Linked DNA regions of Canis lupus: region 1 is linked to region 2. The links are chromatin contacts, called in public Hi-C maps. All regions are on one chromosome and are shown on one strand. Each heading gives the region's core, a stretch centred on a gene start, on an enhancer-like site or on the middle of the called end of the contact. The rest is flanking DNA. Distances are from core to core; before and after follow the strand shown. Region 1 overlaps TTYH3 (protein tweety homolog 3). Region 2 holds the start of IQCE (IQ domain-containing protein E).

Evidence for each region. A called contact is a pair of places that touch in the nucleus more often than the background predicts.
Region 1: a contact with region 2 is called in a Hi-C map of blood, with 2.0 times the contacts expected there. The contact joins the enhancer-like site here to the promoter of IQCE in region 2. A contact is called at or near these places in 2 of 9 Hi-C or Micro-C datasets (amygdala and blood).

Annotation. Positions count from the first base shown.
Region 1 is chr6:14,748,098-14,752,174 of UU_Cfam_GSD_1.0, reverse strand. All of the region lies in intron 1 of TTYH3 (protein tweety homolog 3), which reads right to left. Among named protein-coding and RNA genes, the nearest start is that of TTYH3, 10 kb to the right of the region's middle. Within about 2 kb of position 2,139, at least 3 of the 20 cell types and tissues checked have an H3K27ac peak or open chromatin away from gene starts, as enhancers often do. A contact at or near this core is called in blood, where this site is marked.
Region 2 is chr6:14,675,875-14,680,359 of UU_Cfam_GSD_1.0, reverse strand. It overlaps IQCE (IQ domain-containing protein E), which reads right to left and starts at 3,097. Exons shown (of 22, transcript XM_038539612.1): 1 at 3,017-3,097. The coding sequence starts at 3,052.

The DNA.
Region 1 (4,077 bases), core at 890-3,389, 73 kb before region 2:
GATCTCTACTCACATACATGCTTTGTTGGCATGGGAGTGACCATCTAACAGGGATGCAGGCTGGGCCTGACCATGTGAAACTCACGGCAGGAGGCAAGTAAGTGCCACGCACGAGGTCCAACGCATAGTAGCATCCACCCCACAGGGGCCATCAGATCTGGGGTGCAACCAATAGGCACCCCACAGCTGCCCTCCCTGGGCCTGGGGGGACCTGAACACACCCTCCCTCCCCATGTCTGAATACTCAGCAATGTGGCTGTCCCTGGAGTGCTCCTGAGGGGTGGGAGGCCCACCTGCCTCCTGCAGCACCCCCTTGGGAAGAGAGGCTCAGCCACAGAGGCCCTGATACCCAGCAGCCGTCTCCCCAGAGATGGTTGCCAAGCAGCAGAGGCAGGATGGCACTCCCTGCACTCCCAGGAGCCCGCTGCTCCCACAGGTCTCCCACCAGGCCCGCCATCCCTTACCCACCCCGACACCTGAGGGGGGCCTCCCACCTCCCACCTAACCAGGGCTCACACCTCTGCCCCCACGCCCCACCATGAGGCACAAGATGGGGGCCCTATCTTGGGGAAGACCAGGGTTGCAGGCACCATGAGGCTGTAGTCACATGTCACAGTCTGGCCTTGCTGGCCGCCCCGCCTTCCATATGGGGACCATGGTCACTGGGGGCTGGCGCCCTCTGTCCCTCCCTCAGACTGGGGGTGCAGCTGCCCACTACCTCTGCCCTGGCAGGAGGGCCTGATGGGCCCTGGCCACCCCTGCATCCAAGCTGGAGTCAGCGCCCCCTCATCAGCCTAAGGCTCCTGGAGGTCAGGGGCGCTCATGTCACAATGGTAACTCGGTACTGGTAAGACCCAGGCCACAGCCAGGAGTCTCCAGGCAGGAATCAAAGGCTTGTCAGAGGGCCAAGGGCCAGTCAGGGAGGGGGGTCACCTTCACAGTCCTGCTATCAGGCCCCGCCCTCACCCCACCCAGCACCGGATGTCATTAACATTAGAGTGGAAGAGCATGTCTCCAGGGGTTGGCCCTCCCATGCACGGGTCCCACCCACTGCCTCCTCCCCGGTCAGAGGCAAAGGGCACATCGCAGCACTGTCCCTGGGGCCATGGCTCACAGGGGACATCTGCGCTTCCATTGCCACCATGTCCTGATGCTGCCACCTCTTCTCCATCCTGCCTGCAGGCTCCTCTCCTCCCACAAGCCCCCAAAGACCACACCACACCCCCACCCAGAAAGAACCCCCCGTCAAAGCCCTGCCAACCCTGGCTCCCAGACTGTGGCTGTGCCCACCAGCCCCATGCCTGGCCCATGCTGGTAGTCCCCCTGGAGGCCACCCTCTGCTCTAACAGACGTCCCTTGGCCCAGCTGGGTGGAGTCGCCTGACCCTGACCCTGCCACCCCACCACTTCCTGTCTTGCTTGAACCTCCACCACCCCCACCCACCATGTCCAGAACACAGCAAGCTTGGAGCAGGTGGTTAAATACACACATGGACACACATCCTCCTGAGGTGGGGAAGCTGGGACCAGAGGCACCCACGCTGGAGTCCTGAGAGCCCACTCAGCCCTCACTGTCATCATGACTCACCAGCAAGCTCCTTGCAGGCCCAGAACACTGCCTCAGGCGTGTCAGGACCACCCATTCCCATTTGCCAGATGGGAAAACTGAGGCAAGATAGCACCACCAGCCAGGTGAGACATCACACCTGGAATAAGGCTGGGCTCCCCGCTCCTTTGGGAGCTATGGCAGGTACCAGGCCTGGCAGGTCCACAACGGATCTCACTCACAGCCCCTGGAGCCACCCAGCAGAGGGAGCAGGGACAGCGCCTGCTGGACATGAGGTGGGCCCAAGAAACCAGAGAGAGCAGGACAGGGAAGCGCACAGGGGCAGGTCTGTGATTTACAGTGACTGGGCACCTCCCTGAGTGGGTGCGTCCTCCTCCAGGAGGTCAGGGAAGGGTGCTGTGTCTCTCTGGGTGAGAATCACACTGGTACCTTCCTTGGGTCCTCTCCTACTGCTTTGATCGTGGTTTGTTTTGTTGTTGTGGGTCTTTTGGTTTTGTTTTTTTTTAACCACACACTTGTACTAACTTTATAATTAAAATGCAGAACCAGAAACCTGTTCGTTCTTTCCAGCTAAGCGTGGGAGGCCCCTGGTCGGCGCCCAGTTCTGCCACATGAGAGTTCCTGTGCGGTCCCCGGCCAGGCCCTGCCACTCTCTGGACCCCACTTTTGCCTTTGTGAGGTGGTACAAGCATTCACCAGACCCCCTGGGCTCTCCTGTGGGAGAAGGCCCCTGGCAGCCCAGCTGGGCCCCTCTTAGTCTATGGCATGGTCACCCAAGACCTGCTGGTACCCAGACCAAGACGGAGGGAAAGCCAAGACTGAGGGAGCCAAGACCGAGGGGAAGACACCCCTGGCTGGCCACCAGAAGGCCCAGGACCGCCCACTGCCAGACAAAGGTACGAGGGAGGGGTCCTCCCCAGCCACCCTAAAACTCATGCCCACAGGGGGCACTCCAGCTCCCTGGGAACCAAAGCACCAAGCCTGGCTCAAGACATGACATTGAGTCAGTGACTCTGACCTCTGTGCCTCAGTGTCCCCACCTATCAACTGCAGACAGGAACATGATTCTCCTGGCTGGGGGACTGTGAGGACTAGAGCAGCTAGTCTCTGCACACACTCAGCCCCGCCACAGGGGTCACCCAGGAAAGGTTAGGGTCCTAGGGGGCTGGGGGCAGAGAGTGGGCACCTAGGCTGCTGGGCGGGGGGGTGTCTAGGGCTGCTCAAGGACAAGCTGAGCATGTACACACCTGTGCCCACATGCACACTCACACATATGTATCCACACTCAAACATCTACACCCATGCATTCCCAGATGTGCACGCCCACGTTCAGACTTACAATATGCATGTGATGGTGTCATCCTGTATCTCCCCAGCAGTGGCAGGAACAGTGGCCCTGTGGTCGTGGGTAGGGAGAGGGGCTCCCAAGCATCTGGGTGCTGGGATACCTGCAGCAACTGGCAAGTGGGGAAGGCTGCTCGCCTTGGGGGCATCACTGCCACAGCCACGGTGGCAGAGGACACTCTTATCCCGTGCCTGTCTCACGGAGTGGGTCCAGGAGCTGGGGCCACTGCCCAAGGAACCCCAGAGCCAGGCTGGACGGTGATCCTATGTTCTGGGGCTCAGAGCCGGGTACTCTCCAGAGGCTTCCCTGGAGGCAAGGACAGTCAGAAGCTCCGGTGCCCCTCTGCCCCCACGTCCCCCCTGTAACACTGCACCTTGGGAGCCAGGCATCCACACAGCCAGGATCCCAGCTCCAAGAAGCCCCCTGACTATGAGGAGCCTGTTTCTATCATCTCTGCACTGGGTGTGTCTGCCCAGGCCTGCCCCAGTACAGTGCTGGAAAGGCCTCATGAAGCTCACCGGTCTAGCAGAGGCAGTGCCCCCAACCCCAGCACAGAGACCTGGCACACAGGGGTCGCTCACCCGTGCCCCTCGCGCCACCCCGAAAGTCTGAGAGGCTGGGGGCTCTCTCTCTGGCAGGAAGTCAGGCTCCGGGGCTGGTACCACAACAGCTTCCCTCAGCCCCCAAGGAATGCACCAGAACCCACCCCTGCCCCCGCCCTGGATCACACAGGAGGGCACTGGGGTCCGGCCCATCATGGTGAACGTGCAGAGCCTGTCGCTGGCTGGGGGCACGAGCCAGGCACGGGGGCGCCCAGCACGACCTCTGCCCCTGACTCCTAAGGCCACGTTCCCAGAGGACAGCCTTCCGCCGGCCTTCCCAGGGGCAGCCCCGCCTCCCCCTGGCCCCCCTCCCCTTCCCCTGGGCCCATTCAAAGAGAGAATGGGAAATGTCTGATCAGCATCTGGGCTCTAACCACATGGAATCTTCCATCTGTGATGGAAGTGATGTCAGCACTCGGTCAGGCGAGGTGAGATGCTCGGGCCCGGATCCCCACCGCTGGCCACAGTGCTGGCCGCCAGCCGCCTGAAGCGCTAAGAACGCACTGGGCTCTGGGCGGGCGCCGGCAGCGAGGACTCGGCGTGGCCCTCCCACCCCTCCTGGCC
Region 2 (4,485 bases), core at 1,848-4,347:
AGGCTCAAGGTGGACATGGAAACACCCCCCACACGCACCTAGATCAACCAAGGGGCACAAGCCCACCAGCACTTGGGGCCTCAGCATGACTCTAAACTAAACACTAGTTGAATAAGAAGCTCTGACCCAAGAGCAGCTCCCAGGAAGCCAGGCTTAGAGGTAAAATCACACATCCTTGGAAGTCTGGGGGGCCACGTGCTCATCTAAGGCTGCCCTCTTAGGCGACATGGGAGGGGAGCAGTCCAAGCTGCTAGGCCCTGGTTGCAGGGGCAAAACCGTAAATCCCCATCCTGTGGCAGCAGCCCCCAGGCCACATACCTCAGATGCACACACGCACATACACATGCTCCAGATGCACATGTGCACAAACACACATGCACACGCACACACCATACATGCACATGCATGTAACACAGCACAGGTACACATGTGCACACATGCATGCATACACATGCAAATGCATGCACACATGTACACACAGTGATAAAGAGCAAAGTTTTGACTGGCCAAGGAGCTTACCCATAACCTTTGACCAGAAAGTGGCTTCTGCTGACCCAGGGGTGACCCCTAGGTAGTTAGGCTAAAAGATGCAAACAAGAAAGAATGTGAGCAGGGAATCAGAGGCCGCACAGGTGTGGGAAGACCAACTGCAGAGTGAGTCCAGCCAAATCGCTCAGCAAACAGACGAACCACCAAGCAAACCCCATCGCTCCCATGGGGAGGAGGGATCAATACCAAGTTGCTATAACATTCTATCTAAATGTCTAGCTTTCGATGAGAAACTATGATACACAGAAGCAGGAAAGCATGAGTGGAATAAGGGAGAAAAGCAGAAATAGAGTCTTTTGAAGAGGCTCAGGTAATAGACTAGCAGCCATAATAAATATGTTCAAGCCCTTTTACCAGCACTGGCTCTTACATCACAGGTGGTCCCACTCAGGCTCCATGTCACCCCTGTGGCTCTGTACCGTGGTCAGCGGGGCTGCTTACAGCCCGCACAGTGAGCCCCTGGCACACAGCACATGCTCTGTGAACTTCACCGGCCAGCCTGGAGGCAGCTCCATTCCACTTAGGGAACGGACAGACAGAGCAGTTCCTGCTCTCAAGAGGTTTTTGTCTAATCTCAGACTGATCCGAGATCAGCAGAAAGCCACAGGTCAGCCTGGACCGAGGGCTGAGAGTCTCCTAAGCGCCAAGAGACCTTTGTGCCAGTTCCTCCACGACTGGACTCCTTGAGACTAAGGCACCAGAGCATAACTGGTTTTGTGCCTCGGACTCCCATGTATAGGGGGCTTAACAAATGCTTGTGCGTGTAAGAATGTGTATAGTCACATAAAAGTGAAAACAAGAGAGGGAAAGCTGGGGAACAGGTAAAGTAGGAGTAGCCACAGGTTAGACTTTAAATCACGCTCTTGAAAACACGTGGCTGTGGGAAAACGTCAACAAATTAAATGGTAAAGGTCACAACACAATTTATTTTATTTTTTTTAAAGAATCTTTTTTTTATTAATTTTTTTTTATTCTTATGATAGTCACAGAGAGAGAGAGAGAGAGAGAGAGGCAGAGACATAGGCAGAGGGAGAAGCAAGCTCCATGCACCGGGAGCCCGACGTGGGATTCGATCCCGGGTCTCCAGGATCGCGCCCTGGGCCAAAGGCAGGCGCTAAACCGCTGCGCCACCCAGGGATCCCACAACACAATTTAAACGTGTTTAAACACAATGATCTCGATTTTTAGAAAATCTACGTGGGAAGAGATGCACTGAGGAAAGACTGGGAGGAAGTCCACCCGATATTGAGGTGGTCTGGCGCAGGTGGTTAGATCATGGGTAAGCTGTCTACGTTTTCTCTAGCAGCCATGGCTTTCGTAATCACGACCTGGGAAGTCACTTTCTAAAGATGAAGGAGCAAGGAGTGCGCCCAGGTAGGTGAGCTGGAGATGGGCCAGGCCTTGGTGCCTTGAGGGATGCTCCGGTACTGGGTAAGCTCTGTGCAGCCCTGCGGGGCTCGGCCCTCTGAGAAGGAAGCAACGTGGCCAAAATGTCCCTGTCTGGAGCCCTCCAGAGGCTTCTCACGGTGCCCACAATAAGGTGCAAACTCCCTGCATGGCCTGCGAGGCTCCCTGTGGTCAGGCCCTGCTCTCCTTCTGGAGGGGCAGGGGGCAGCAAGCTCTCTCAGGCCCTGGAACAGTCCCCACCGTCCCACCTCCCACGCTCTCAGGTCTCCTTGCGCAGGGGCATCCAGGGAGTCCTGGGCACCTGCTCCAGCACCCGGCCTGAAGCAGCCCTCTGCAACCCACCGCGGCCCCAGGGGCCTGTTCCCTGTTCTGCTCGGGCCACCTGAGTGCGGTTGCAGGCCTCGTTCTCCCCGCACCTGCACCGCAGTGCCACTCATTCACCCATCGTGACACCTCCAGCGGGGGGCAGGCGCCCCCAAACACTTGGCAAAGGCGCGAGCTGTCAGCACGCCTGCCCTCACCCTAGGGGGGAACTTGGGGGCACCTTCTCGGGGAAGCCTCCTCTCGGCGCTGGGCCGGACGCAGGTCCGGGGGGGGGGGGCGGCGCGGGGCTTCCTTCCCCCCACCTCCACGCCTCGCACATCTGGAGGGCTCGGGCTGGGCACCCGGCCGCTGCGCCCCCCACCCCGCCGCCCCGAGGCACGGGGAGGGGCGGGCACTTACGCAGTGAGCTCCGTAGCCCCGCGGGCCGCGGTCGCAGGCTCGGCACAGGCCGGGGCCTCGCAGGCGCCGAGCGGCGAGGACGCGGCGTCCGGGAGGGCTTCCTGGAAGCGGCGGCCTGTGCAAGGGCGGGCGGGGTCGAGGGGCGGCTGGAGGCTGGGTGCGGGGCGGGACGCCCGGCCGGCCGCCCGCGGGCGGGGACCCGAGGGCCGCTCTTGTGCGGTAACAATAAGGGCGGCTGTGAGCCGGCGGCCGCCAGCCGTGCGCCCCTTCCTCCGGCCCGCGCCCGGCCCCGCGAGCCCGGGAGCCGGAGGGAACGGGGAGGCCCGCCCGCGCTTACCGTCTCTGAGGCCGGCTCCGCGGTGCCCTGCGACATGGCGGCGGCGCTGCCCGGCCGGCCCGGGGCGCTGCGGGCGCGGCTGTCCCGCTGCGCGGCTCCGCGGGCCCCCCGGCCGCCCGCAGCCTCCGGGCCTGCCAGCCCGCGCGCCGGCCGCGCCCCCGCTGCCATGGTAACCGCGCCGCCGGCGGGGCCCCGGATGTGGCCGGCGCCGGCGAGCCCGGCCGACCGTGCGCGTGCGCAGAGAAAGCCGCGGGCCGACGCGCCGCGCGCGGGGAGGTGCGGGGCGGCGAGCGCAGCGGTGCCGGAGCCGGGGGTGGAGCGCAACGGTTCCCAGAGGGCGCCCCCCGCCTTCTCTCGCGGAGGCTCTGCGGCACGCCTGCGCGGCAGTCACCCCAACGGGATGCAAGTGCGTGCTCGGTTGACGCTGAGAGGCATAAGGGGCGTGTGCAGGGTCCCAGGCTGCTCGCTCCCGGCACCTGGCATTCCGAGAGCTCTCCTCCTCTTCTATCCCAGGCGCTGGGGTTCTGATGCAGCCCCAGGGCAATAAAAAGTGACGAGTTTGCACGCACTCGGTGTGCATCATGAAGATCGTTAGGAGCATCGGGCTGCAGAGTTTGTTTAAATCATGAATAGCAAATATGATTTGCCCTTGCACCTTGGCACAGGTGTGCAAGGGCACTTGCTCTGTCCCCTCACCCTGCTTTCTTTTTCCAGCCACTGACATTATCTGCTAACGCGTTGCGTGTCTGGAATGCAAGCTCTTAGGGGCAGGGGCTTTGTTTAATTCACAGCCGTCCCCTCATCCCTGGGAACGGGGTCTGGCCCAGGCAGGTGCTCCACTAATATATATTTGGAGTCCGGGGAGTCATGCGACTTCCCTGTGGCGCTGTTTCCTCAAATATCTAGTGGGGGAAAGTGTTGCCGTGAGGATCAAGTGAGGCAATAGCTGTAAGGTGCTTAGTACAGTTGGTGGTCCGCCCCAGAATGAGTGTGATGCGACACGTGTCCTTTGATGGGGTGGATGACTGACTCCTCACACCGCTGCAGTGCGGCGCAGCAGAAATGCCTGGCGGGTTATTACTGCCCTAGTTCTGGCACACAGGCTGTCTCCCCACCGGTAGGAGAAACTGAGCTGCTTATTTTAACAACTGCCATTTATTTCCTGGGGATACTGCCCACGAGGTGGACAAGAGCTTGTACCACCTAAACGACCTATGCCCGTGTGCCTTTTGCTCCTGCAGTCCCCTTGCTCTTCTGCTTGTGTTGTTTCTCTTACTTTCGCTCATTTAGTTGTCAGGACAGTCCAGGGCCATTTTTTTTTTTTTTTTAGATTTAAAAAAAATTATTATTGAGAGAGCAAGCACAAGCAGGGCAGGGGCAGAGGGAGAGGGAAAGCAGACTCCCCACTGAGCAGGGAGCTGAGATGTGGGGCTCCATCACAACCCAGAGATCACAACATGAAGGCAGAC